Linked DNA regions of Triticum aestivum: region 1 is linked to region 2. A link is a contact called in public HiCAR-type data. All regions are on one chromosome and are shown on one strand. The core of a region is the stretch at or near the end of the contact, and the rest is flanking DNA. Distances in the headings are between cores, read along the strand shown.

Region 1 (6,692 bases), core at 1,208-3,707, 200 kb after region 2:
ACTGGGCCGTCCGGCGGCTCAAAGGGCTCATAATTCTCTCCTCCTCCTCCTCTGACGACGACCACGGTGCCTTGTCTGATGACTCGGATGATCCTCCACCAGATGTCGACGCCTACAGCTACGTGGGCGACCTGAACGAGAAAGGGCCGGCGAGGAAGTGGCGAAGATCCACCTTCTCCATTTTAATTTCAAGTTTTTAGATGCAGTTTTAACTTGTGCATTATGTGAACTTTGGTGATCTTTTGAAAATGCGACCGTGATCTTTTGATGAACAGACTATGCATTTACATGTCTGTTTCTTTATCCGTTGGTGATCTATGTTGTTTTTATGGATGTTGCATGGTTTAGCATGGATATAGGGGGTTCGATATGAGATACGTGAACATGAAAGACGTAATTTGAGAAGTGATCGCTCAGTGCCCGCGGACGCGCCGGGCGTTTGAAGTCCGGATTTGCCATATGCAACTGTAGATGCTCTAACACACGGGTATTATTATTATTGTTCTTAGCTAATGGAGTTGAAGGTAGGTGGAGTATCATGATTCCCTCGGCCGAGAGTATCGTGAGTAGACACCCACATGGACATGGCCCAACCAGTTTGTTCCGGCACATGGACCATGGAAGCGACGACTCGAGGAAACATACAAATGTGTGGGGTATTCTACGAGTACTCGAAGATGTGTAGACAACACAAGGAGTGACGAGGAATCAACAACAAAGGACAAACGCTGGCACTATTTTCCATCGAATAAGTTAGCTTAGTTTTTTTTGAGAAATAAATAAGTCAGCTTAGTTGGGGCCATGTGTGATGGAGAGTAGATCACTTCATCCTGGGGTAGTCTGAGGGCATGTACAATGCATAGCCTCAAGGTGATGCCTCGCATGCCATGTAGGATCGGGTATGACGTAAAGGAGGTTCGGATAGGGAAGCGGGATCCTCTTCAGGAGACGGGTGCTTGAAGAGAAAAAGTGTGGTCCGTGACAAAATTTGAAAAAGTTGAAGTAAAAAATAGAGATGCATGTGTACTAGAGTTTTTATTTTCTATTTCTTAATGAGGCCCACTAATGATAGATTGCATTGGGGAGAAAAAATAAATGCAGATGTCTCAAAATACTTTTTATCATGAGGCATATGTATCCATATGCTACCATTGTACATGCCCTGAGGCTTGGTCGTAATTTGCAGAAGAAAGTTGTTTTACTACGTCATTCATGGATTCCCCCTTTTTCCTTTTCATAATATGCTTACAACCAACAAAAACATGAAATGTGCGAACCGAGGGCAGCCGCTCAGATGGTTAATTTGTCGTTACCATTGCCGGAGCTATCGCCCGATGAGAGGAGAAGATGATATGAAAGAGACGGAAGCACAAACTGTCAAAATTGAAGTAAATCGAGTGAACGAAAATTTGCTACCCAAAGGACAGAGGTTGTTTGAACTAGCCCTGTGCGTTCGGTTTATTCGGTTTACATGATTCGGTTTATACGGTTTTTCGGTATGTACGGTATTAATACTTCGGTAAATACGGTATGAAATTAAAATACGGTTCGGTTTCGGTATATATCAAATTATTTCGGTATGGTTTCGGTATATACCATAAAAACCAAAGTTGACGCGAATTTGAAAATGACGTAATAATAATTTGTAAATTTATGACTCAAAACACATTCTATTTTACACAAATAGTATATAACTATATATATAAGTATATATGCATGCATTGATTCATCTGTTGATGGTTATGGACGTGCTTAGCATTTTAAAAAGAGAAAAATGACAATGTTACAAGAAAAATGTAGGTGCTTAGTAGTGAATTTGACTCATGTACAAGAAAAATGACAACTTGTACGGTTGTTCATCTCAAGAAATATAAATTTATCTTTTACTTCGGTTTATTCGGTTAACCATTCGGTTTTTCGGTATATACCATAAAAATCAAAGTTCAAATCGGTATGAAAAGTTCATACCATACCGAAACCAGAAACCATAAAAACAAAAAAATCGGTTCGGTTCGGTTTATTTTCGGTATGGTTTTTCGGTTCGGTTTTAAAATGCACAGAGTGAGTTTGAACTCCTCGAAACCGTCACGACTCTGCCTACATTAGATATTTACCTAAACCTGTGGATACTTGATAAACCTCAAATTAATCCCAAGACGCTGGTCTCTAATAGAAAAGAAAATTTGAACGCGTTTCTTTCTTTCTTTGCACGAAGCGATTCATCACAAGCTGTAAAAACAGGTGATTCTTCCTATTTTTACAGTAAAATATAAGGAAACTATTTATGAAAAATCCTACAGTAACAAACTCAAATTCAGTCTCAAGTCTCAACCGTAGACCGAGAAGGCATTTTTCTCCGGTTTCTGATGCAGCCTGTCAATTGTGCTCTGCTCTGCTTGCCCGCGCCCCACCTGACCTGACAACCTCTGCTGTCGTTATCTAAGGTCTCAACACACAAGGAGGAGAGTGGGCTCAAGAAGCTTTCTCCACAGCATCGCTCTGGCCATTTCCTCCGTTATTAATCTGTTCCGCTTCTGTCGCTTCGACGCCACGGAAGGGAATCCCCGCCGCCAATCCGGTAGCTGAGGAATCCTGGGTCCTCCCCAGCGAAATTCGTGGCGGACCTGATCTCAGCTCGAAGATCTGTAGTAGCGCTCTCTGTATCTCCCGCCGCCGCGCGTTGAAATCCATGGTTGTTCTTCGAGCTCCGGCTCTTGAAGCATTCTGATTTGGAAATCGCTTCTTTCTTGAGTCATAGGAATCAGCTGTTCCGCAAAGATTGTGCTTTTTCTTTCTGTTGGATTCTTCCATTAGAGCGGCGGCCTCTCCGGAGATGACGACCGGGGCCGTCACGGAGAGCTTCCCGGAGAGCAGCGAGCCGCTGCTCCCGACGAAGCGGCGATGGGAGGGGGAGGACGGCGGCGACGACGAGGCCGCCTTCCACGAGTTCAACGGCGCCTCCTTTGCCGGCGCTGTGTTCAACCTGTCCACCACCATCGTCGGCGCCGGCATCATGGCGCTGCCGGCGACCATGAAGGTGCTCGGCCTCCTCCCCGGCCTGGTCATGATCGTGCTCGCCGCCTTCCTCACCGACGCCTCCGTCGAGCTGCTCATGCGGTTCAGCGGCGTCGTCGGCGCGCCGTCCTACGGCGCCGTCATGGGGGACGCCTTCGGGTGGTGGGGAAGGAGGCTGCTCCAGGTCTGCGTCGTGGTCAACAACGTCGGGGTCATGATCGTGTACATGATTATTATAGGTAAAAACATCTCAGCCATGCTGTCTCGGTGTTATTTATTCAGTATGGTGTTCATTTGCTTATGTACAGGCTGAATCTTCTCGTGGTTTTGGAATCTTATTTGTGCTTAGTACTACTCCATTGGGTAGCTAATACACCACTATCAGGCAGAAACCATCAGTATAGCTTCTTAGCAGTACCATTTTGGGCAGTAACTAGTACAGTACCACTTTAAGAACAGCTAGTATTACACCACTATTGGTTGCTGCATGTAGAGTAGCTTATGAGTTCTGATGTGGTAACTTTCTTTTTGAGGGAAACAACAGGACTCTGCTGCGTATTTTTATTGTTTTTTCAAAAAATAAGGCACAAACGAAATGGTTCAGGAAAAAAAAGAACTATACATAGAGTAAATACAACAACAACAAATTAAAAGGAAAAGATCCTCCCTGAAGCAAAAGCTATACAAAGAGCCGATCCAACTACCAAAATTGGCATAGTTCTTCCTGGTAGCTCTGAAAGAGAGCCATCCAAGCTCTGTTTTGAACTTCTTTCTGCAAGCATATAAGCTGGGTGGGATGCCTTTGAAAAATCCAGGATACTAGAATGATTATTTCCAACGAAAATGGTATTCCCAGGGCCAGTTTCAGGGAGTTTATGTCAGCCTGAATCCCTTGTTGCAGAGGCATCCAGTTGGGGCAAATATATGACCAACATGTTCTTGCAAAAGGACAATGAAAGAATAAGTTGTCTCTTGTATCCATCGCAATGTAGAAATCCTTTCTATGAAGAAGAGCTCGAGTGTTTAGCCTGTTGTCCACCAGGAGCCGAAAGAAAATTTTGTGCTTCAACTGACAGCAGGTATGCCAGAGCCACTTAATGACAGGCAGAACCAAGTGTTCCCCCATTAGGAGCTTATAGGTTTTAGAGACCTGAAAGTTGAGAGCCACAGAGGGGTATTGCCAAATGTCATCATCTGTTGAAAGTTGCACCTCAGCAGCCAGGAGAACCAAATCCACTAACACTCGAGCTCTTCTGATTGAGGGAGGTGGAAATGCTCTGATAAATCCTCTAACTCCAGAGTTGATGAAGAGAAATGTTGGTGTACTAACTGAAATGCAGTGTTAGAGTGATTGACGAATAAATTCTCTTTTCTGTCAACTCTGTTTGTTTCTCCGGTGATGCTTGGTCAGTACACCTGCATTCTTGTTGCTGCATAATGTTTAACTCCCCCTTCATTATATACACCTCCCAACAAAAATGCAAAGTGGAAGCACTAAATATATATTTGTTACTTTTTGCATTTTTGGTTAAATGCCACCTTTTGTAAAGGTCGCGGTTCTTGGTGCTTGAATTGTGGGGATTGGTTCTAATATACAACCAACTACTCTTTATCTCTAGGTGATGTGCTTTCTGGAACGTCCTCTGGTGGTGAGCACCACTATGGTGTATTAGAAGGATGGTTTGGCACACACTGGTGGAATGGGCGATTCTTTGTTCTCCTGGTTACTACTCTCGGTGTATTTACTCCACTAGCGTGTTTCAAGCGTGTCGGTAAGTGATGTGCTTGAGAAAGCTGGCTATTACTGTTCTTTTCTTCTGTCGAAAAGAGAAGCCTTTGGCTAGTTCCGCATTCTGCTACTATGTTTTGTTCATGAGTACTCCCTCCGTCCGGGTTTATAAGGCCTCTCAGCATCACAAGCATGTCCCTTTTTATAAGGCCTCGTTTTGGAAAGGTGCATGCGTGCAATCATTTCATTTGTTGCATTGAAAGTCATTGTTATTGGTGCCATGGCTGGGAAATTAATACACTTCATGCATGTTTTTTTATTGGCTGCATGCATGTGAGAGAGTGCATTGGGAGTGAAATGGAAGAATTATTGTGCGCAAATTACTATATGTCTTGGTCTAAGAGAAATTGTCTTTAGGCCTAATAAACCCGGACGGAGGAAGTATCTGATAACACATTTCTTTTGTTTATCTCTCGCAGATTCACTGAGCTATACATCTGCCATATCTGTTGCTTTGGCAGTTGTATTCGTTGTTATCACTGCCGGAATTGCTATTGTGAAATTGATACGAGGACAAATTCCGATGCCCAAATTGTTCCCTGCAGTTCCTGATTTGGCATCTGTCTGGGAACTTTTCACAGCAGTGCCAGTTCTTGTCACTGCTTATGTTTGCCATTATAACGGTACGAGATAATCCTTATCCTTATTGAGAAAAAAATCATGAAGAAAGTTTTCAGAAAGATGGGCGATAAGATTTGTAAAGTTGCATGCCCTGGAAATCTTCATTGACCGTATGCATCTCGTTGTTAATGGTATAAAAATACAAATGCACGACCGAGCTAGAATGATTATATTGGTTTAAAACATAAAATTGAAACATATTTTTGAAATTTGTAGCTAATTTCCAGAAAGGTATCTTGCTTGTTATCTAAGGGCATCCTATTGATATTTTGCAGTTCACCCAATCCATAATGAACTGAAGGAGTCTTCCCAGATCAAGCCAATAGTGCACACATCACTGGCTCTATGCTCAACTGTTTATATCACAACAAGTTTCTTTGGATATCTTCTGTTTGGTGAATCTACACTCGCTGATGTGCTCGCTAACTTTGATTCAAACCTCGGCATTCCATATAGTTCAGTTCTTAGTGATGCTGTCAGAGTCAGCTATGCTATCCACCTTATGCTCGTGTTCCCCATGATATTCCACGCACTGCGGCTTAATTTGGATGGGCTTCTCTTTTCCTCTGCAATGCCCTTATCTTCTGATAACAGAAGGTTTGGTGTAATGACAGCGGTGCTCCTCCTTGTGATTTTCATATCCGCAAACTTCATTCCTAGCATCTGGGATGCCTTCCAGTTTACCGGGGCTACTGCTGCTGTTTGTATTGCCTTCATTTTCCCAGCTGCAATCACTTTAAGGTAAGTTGATACTTTCCAAGTTTTTCATCATACGTCCTCCTATCTTCGTAAAATAAATAATAGATTATGCGTCTTCATTTCTGCCTCTACTATGTCACACTACCAGTGCCTAACCAAATTAAGATAAGGCAGAAAGAAACCTGCTGTAACACTGTCCATGGTGACTTTGAAATGCGCTTGTGGATTATGGCTGTATTATGTGACCATTTTATCAATGGGCAGTAGACCTAATACAATTAAGGGCAGGTTTAGTTCTTTAACACAGTCCTTTGTTTTGTGATCTAATTCATGTGGCTTTCCATATCTCAGGGATCCGCACAGCATAGCGAAAAAGTGGGACAAGATTCTGGCCATCTTCATGATTGTTCTTGCAGTCACTTCGAACGTAGTAGCAGTGTACAGTGATGCATATTCGATATTCCATAAGAAAAGTGCCTCCTCCAATGCCTGAGCTGCATAACCAATAGAGGAGTCAAGGGCGAAGAGTGAATTGATATGAATGGTGGTTTGTACATTACTTAGTCAA
Region 2 (6,764 bases), core at 577-3,076:
GATCACAGGTTCAGAATCATCCGTTAAACTGTCAAAGTACTCCTCAATGGTTCTCCTGTCATATGTTACTCCGCTTTCGGTAGTCACGGGATCGACCATGACCTTATTTGTGAGTGGGCAGAAGAAAGAATCATACAGCGGCTCAACATACTCTGCGACTTCAGGGAGTGAACTGAACGACTGCCCACCGAACTCGTGAGACTCATGGTACATTCCCTGCAGGAAGTCTACCAACCTTGGCATGTCGCCGTCGTGCAGTGCTCTTCTCTTGGGCCTATCATTTGCCACAACTATCGTCATGTCGCCCTCAGAATAGCCATCACAGGAACGCTGATCATTAGGATGCTGCCCGTTTGCAGTGACCTGAAGGTGCATGCCGGCTGCTGCATCCGCACACCTGTTGCTACCAAATGCTGAAGCGGGTATCCGGCCGAGCTCATGACCGATGTTCTTTATCACATTTTCAAGGTCCTCGGTTATGCTCTGGAGGTCTTCATCCATGAGCTGCTGCGCGACGGCGCTGCACCTAGCGACGAGGTCCTTGGCGAGGTCGACATTGGCAGCTAGATATTCGGCTATGTGCATCACGTTGGTCGGGGAATTCTGCACCCTCTGCACCTCCAATGTCGCCGGGGGCACGCGCTGAAGACGGCTGCCTGCATCCATGAACTTCTCTTGGCCGACATCGGCGGAGGCCATTGTCGACATGACCTCGGAGATTGCCGCTATGGACTCGGCGAGTGCCGCCTTCCGGGCTTGTCCCTCACTTCTCTGAAAAACAAGTACACGTCAGGCACCCAAGCAAATGCATCCAACTCCAAAGACAGAGGGGCTGTTCTCATGGAAAATGACGGTTGAGAGTTCACACCAGCAAACTATAAATAATTAACCGACAGATTTTATATTAGATTAAAACAATCTGAAGTTGACGGGGGAATTGATTCTACAACAATCGGAGGATACGATACGGGGCTGCCACTTTCCCCCAATCCCCGATTGTTGACAAAATGGTTTCAAGAAAGTGGCATCTCCCGTAAGTACTATGAACGAATAAGAATTGGAATTCGCTTTACTGAAAATAAACAGCCAAATTAAAGACTTGTACTATGAAGTGCTTGGAAACGGGGAACACGCTGGTTTTCGGGCACTCCTTGAAAGAAGATAGAAAATACGCTGAAGGGGAAGAAGAAGAAAATAACAGTTGAAAATAACATTTGAGCACATGGAACGGCCTCGGCTTCATTTCCCCACTCCCGATGCCAAATCCACACAAGACCGCCTAAAACCCTATGATTCCTTTCCCTCCCACAAGGCTTAGTAATCCCCACACAAGACGAACACAAACAAGAACAACACAGGAAGGAACTGTGATTTTTTCTTGAAAACCTACGCTAGTGCCTGACAGTTGACACCACCCTGAACTGAATCAAACGGCTCGTCGCCAGAAGAAGAGAAGGCGACTCAGCAACACACATACCTGCATCCAAGCCCCCTGACCCGAAGAACCGGGGCCGCCGCTTCCTCGGCCGCCCTCCTGCCCGCCACCCGCCGTGCTGACCCGGGGAGAAGGTGGCTACCGGTGCCGCGAGAGCATTCTATCTCTCTCCTCCTCCGCTTCCTGCCCACCGCCACCGCCCCCGCGCCGTCCAGCCCTCGAACGAACGAACGAACGAACAGCGCCGCACCGCCCGGCTGAGCGCGGCAGAAGAATCGAGAGGAACAAAAATAAATTGGAGGGAGGTCGGAATGAAATGATGGGAGATGGCGCCGCACGGGGACCCAGTCAAGTGAGGTCGTCTAAAGCAACCTCCCTGGCCTGGCTGGCTCCCTGGATTGGAGATCGGTAAAGCGGCCCAGTTTTTTAACGGGTTTTCCGGTAGTGCCCCTGCCGCGCTTGTTTATTGTTCATATTTGTAGATAGTGCGCCGTGGGAAGCGTACAAAGGCGTTTGACTTTGCTGGCGGTGGAGGTGGTGCCCGGCGACCGCATGCTTGCAACGGACACCACCACATATGCCACCTTCGTTTTCTGTCCACGCAGGCCTGGCATGGCATGTCGACTGCGCTGCGTTCGTTCTTTGTCCACGGCGACTTCAGGCCTGGCAATGTTAATTGCACTGAGGTTTCGGTCAGGCAAGGCAAGATGGCCTGCAAATCGATCGATAACCCCAGCACGGCGGTCAATTTTGGTGATGAACGGGGCAAGTTCTCGGAAACTTTGCATGTTTTTCTTTTCCACGTAAGTTCACAGAATTACCCCTATTTCAAATGATGGTGGTGAAGGAAAGTGCAGGCGAGAGACAGCATTATGGCAGCATTTTTGAGCTGTGGACCGCCCTGATTCATGAGTTCTTGGATCATACGCTTCCTTCTTTCTGCTCTCCTCTCCGCTCCATTTGCCTCATCATGAAGGCATGGCATGGCTGCCGCATTGATGATCCCCGAATCGGTTGAATGGTGGCGGCGAAGCTCATTAAGTGAGCGCTCTAATCTAAGAAAGAACCATCTTCTGTGAAAGGAGAAAAGCATTCGAGTTCCGATCGTCGATCTAGATATTGTTACGGTTAGGCGTTGGAGGGCGCTAGCAAGTACAGTACAGTAGTACATTCCTCGCAAAAAAAAAAAAAGGGGTACAGTAGTGTACATTGTGTTGCGAGTGGAAGAAGTAAGTTATTAGGGTTAAGAAGTTGCTGAGATTTATTTAGTTGCTCCTAGATCGTGCTGGAATCATGGGATGCGTCATCGATTCACTACAGTCACTAATCTAATCATGCATGGTTATGCCCCGCAGCAAAATAACTAATCATGGCTACCAGAGTAGTACCAGCGGTACTGCTCAGGGGTGGAGGTGCGTACGATCGAGTGGTACAGTCAGTAACAAATTACAACATCTTTCAGAAAAATAACACAGTTAATGGTACTAACAACTAACCTAGCTAGTACATTGCGTACAGATAAGGACCGACGGAACTGGGCTAAATTGAATAATAATGTTCGTTGAGCTTTTCAACCTATGTAACCTAGCTCTTGAAATGTTCGATTTCATCGCAGATTCCTGAGTTAATTAACTACCGTCTCCATCGACTAATTCTACATCGTCGAGATGCGCCTATCCTAGACACAAGAGCATGAATAAAATAGCGGTATGACGGCTGGTGCAAGACAAGAGCACAGAATTTACCCGGCAAGAATGGATTAGCAAGCTACAAGCAAGGTCAGGTTACCAGTGGGCACAAAAACCTCAACTTGTCTTTACCAGTGGGTTACAAGAACGATCAAGCGCGTGGAACCATTCTAAATGGAACCGCGGCGTGATGGCTACTAGTGTGCTATTCTATGATGATGATCCAGTCGACGGCGATAGCTAGCTACGGACGACTGGGACACTTGCAGCCCGATCGGGCAGGGGCAAAACCGTCCGCCAGCGTGTGGGTCGCGTCGACATGGGCGCCACCCCGGGCGGGCCGATCGCAATCCGCTTGCGTGCGTAGATATCGTCCACTGTCCAGTACAGTAGTATTTTCTTAATTTCTTGTCCGACGCGTATGAACGAGACGGACACTGTGCTGCAGGTGTGGACGGACGAAATCGCGGCAAGGACGGCGTTCGCCTGCCAGGTGAGGGCTGAGGACCGAAGAATGTCGATCTTGACCCGTTTCAGATGATCACAGCCGTAGTACCAGTATAAATATAAATGATCACAGTAGCATTTCAGTCTCGGCGGAATGGCGGTGATGCATTCACTGCGATCAGCTACAGCGGGAGGAAGAGCGGCCGCGGCAGCGGCGGACGGGACAAGAAGCTTTCCGTGTCGTGACAGTTGGTTTAGGTGCGTGCCCTATGGGCACGGGCAGCCTGTGGCCGGGCTCGATGAGATCGCCAACCACCGCGCGCGCGTCGGCGTGAGCGTGGGCGTGGCCCTTTTTTCCGGGCTCGGACATGCCACCGGACGGACCGCCCGGGACGTCGGTGGTGACGCGTATCTTGGCTTGGCTTCCACACCAAAGTTTTGCGCTCGATCACGCTACACTACAATGTACTCCCTCTGTAAACTAATATAAGAGTGTTTAGATCACTACTTTAGTATTCTAAACGCTCTTATATTAGTTTACGGAGGGAGTACTGTATGATGATGTTAGTGTAGTGTAGCGTGGTGGGGAAGGGAAGGGTCGCGCGTGAGCACGTACGGTAGGGCTGGGTACATCGTGATCCACTGTGCAACGCAACTGTGCTCTGGAGCAAAGCGAGCGAGGGCGCACGCGGCGAACGAGAGTTGCTTTTCTTGTCTTCGGCCGCAGCGCCCATGACAACACGTACCTTACCGTGAAACTATTCACCTGACCACCTGTGGGAGAGCTTCACACGGGTTTGGGTCTCTCGGGTAAAGCGAGCCTGCCGGCAAAGACAGGTGGCTACCATTTCACCCAGCTTTATACATAAAACAACAACCGAAAAAGTACACGGCCACACGATACAAACTTATGAGGTAGTCCTGTTACAAAGCCAATACAAAGCGTGATTACACTACCAACAACGAACACCTACAGACCTAAACACCCCCCCCCCCCCCCCCAACGACCTAACATATCTAAACTCCACGACAACGCCCTTAAGAGGGAGAACGGTGCAGTGCAGAATCTACAACGGACACAGGCCTTCATCCGGAACCCTGAAACGAAGAGAGGAACCACAACGACGTCTTCAAGAAGATTGCTACACCCTCAGGTGTTGTCGTCGTTGGTGCCAAGGCAAAGAGCTTTCGCTTGGCAACTCACCCGTGCCACTACGAGGCCGCCAAAAAGAGCGCGACAATGTCAGAACGCCAGATCCAGATCAGGACACCGCCCCTCCAAGGGAGGGGGCACGTCCGAGCTACCCGTCGCAACACCTCCCGTTGCACACACACAACCGGGGAGAGGAGCCACCACCACTGAAATGATGCCCGTCGAAGAGCAACCATGCGGACTGCCATCCAGTCGTGAGATACCATGTGCCGCTCACGTCACAATGCACTCAAACACAGTAGGAAGAGCGACGACAGTCTATCTACTCCTAGCCCGACATCAGTCCCTGGGTCGGGGTAGGCGCCTCCACCATAGGACGCACCCACACATGCGTCCCCAGCCAGTGCCCAGTGCATTGGGGGGGGGGGGGAGGGGAGGAGGACACGACTCCGAGACTGCCGTCGGCGAGCCAACCGCGAGCCCATGCCCAATCAAGCTCACACGATGCAAAGTTCATGGTCACGGGCACCAATCCGCGCATCAACACAACGCTAACACGACCACCACCATCGAGCATCGTACCCGCGAGGAGAGCACAAGCACCACCCCCTAGCACCTCCCAAGCCCAGCCCAACCTCTCCTACCCAAAGGACAAGCAACAACCTGGCCGACCCGAGCATGAACCCTAGATCTCGGCCTACCACTGACACACATCCAGGAGAAGGATGTCGCCACCGCTATCCCTCGCCACCTACAGACTTGTGGCAGTCACGACATTGTGGCATCTCCTGATGCGCACCACAGCTCTGCCCCAACCTAGCACCCAACGGCAGAGCAGGGGTGATCCCTCCATCGCCGGCCACCACGCCCGAGGGACCGAGCCGTGGGTGAAGGAAATATGCCCTAGAGGCAATAATAAAGTTATTATTTATTTCCTTATTTCATGATAAATGTTTATTATTCATGCTAGAATTGTATTAATCGGAAACATAATACATGTGTGAATACATAGACAAACATAGTGTCACTAGTATGCCTCTACTTGACTAGCTCGTAAATCAAAGATGGTTAAGTTTCCTAACCATGGACATGAGTTGTCATTTGATTAACGGGATCACATCATTAGGAGAATGATGTGATTGACTTGACCCATTCCGTTAGCTTAGCACTTGATCGTTTAGTATGTTGCTATTGCTTTCTTCATGACTTATACATGTTCCTATGACTATGAGATTATGCAACTCCCGTTTACCGGAGGAACACTTTGTGTGCTACCAAACATCACAACGTAACTGGGTGATTATAAAGGTGCTCTACAGGTGTCTCCGAAGGTACTTGTTGGGTTGGCGTATTTCGAGATTAGGATTTGTCACTCTGATTGTCGGAGAGGTATCTCTGAGCCCACTCGGTAATGCACATCACTATAAGTCTTGCAAACATTGTAACTAATGAGTTAGTTGCAGGATGATGTATTACGAAATGAGTAAAGAGACTTGCCGGTAACGAGATTGAACTAGGTATTGAGATACCGACGATCGAATCTCGGGCAATTAACATACCGATGACAAAGTGAACAACGTATGTTGTTATGCGGTTTGACCGATAAAGATCTTCGTAGAATATGTGGGAGCCAATATGAGCATCCAGGTTCCTCTATTGGTTATTGACCGGAGATGTGTCTCGGTCATGTCTACATAGTTCTCGAACCCGTAGGGTCCGCACGCTTAAAGTTCGATGACAGTTATATTATGAGTTTATGTGTTTTGATGTACCGAAGGTTGTTCGGAGTCCTGGATGTGATCACGGACATGACGAGGAGTCTCGAAATGGTCGAGACGTAAAGATCGATATATTGGACGACTATATTCGGATTCGGAAAGGTTCCGAGTGATTCGGGTATTTTTTGAAGTACCGGAGAGTTACGGGAATTCGCCGGGGAGTATATGGGCCTTAATGGGCCATACGGGAAAGGAGAGAAAGGCCTCAAAGGGTGGCCGCACCCCTCCCCATGGACTGGTCCGGATTGGACTAGGGAGGGGGG

Evidence for each region. HiCAR-type assays count read pairs that join an accessible place to other places.
Region 1: a contact with region 2 is called in a HiCAR-type map of leaf, with 9 times the contacts expected there. The contact joins the promoter of LOC123157144 here to the promoter of LOC123162745 in region 2. A contact is called at or near these places in 1 of 5 Hi-C or Micro-C datasets (leaf) and 1 of 1 datasets of contacts at active chromatin or transcription factors (leaf).

What each region holds. Positions count from the first base shown.
Region 1 is chr7B:141,371,958-141,378,649 of IWGSC CS RefSeq v2.1, forward strand. It overlaps LOC123157144 (amino acid transporter AVT6A), which reads left to right and starts at 2,458. Exons shown (of 5, transcript XM_044575387.1): 1 at 2,458-3,254; 2 at 4,635-4,787; 3 at 5,224-5,427; 4 at 5,701-6,166; 5 at 6,476-6,692. The coding sequence starts at 2,834. The coding sequence ends at 6,617.
Region 2 is chr7B:141,170,951-141,177,714 of IWGSC CS RefSeq v2.1, forward strand. It overlaps LOC123162745 (putative U-box domain-containing protein 42), which reads right to left and starts at 1,827. Exons shown (of 4, transcript XM_044580509.1): 1 at 1,478-1,827; 2 at 1-771. The coding sequence starts at 1,483.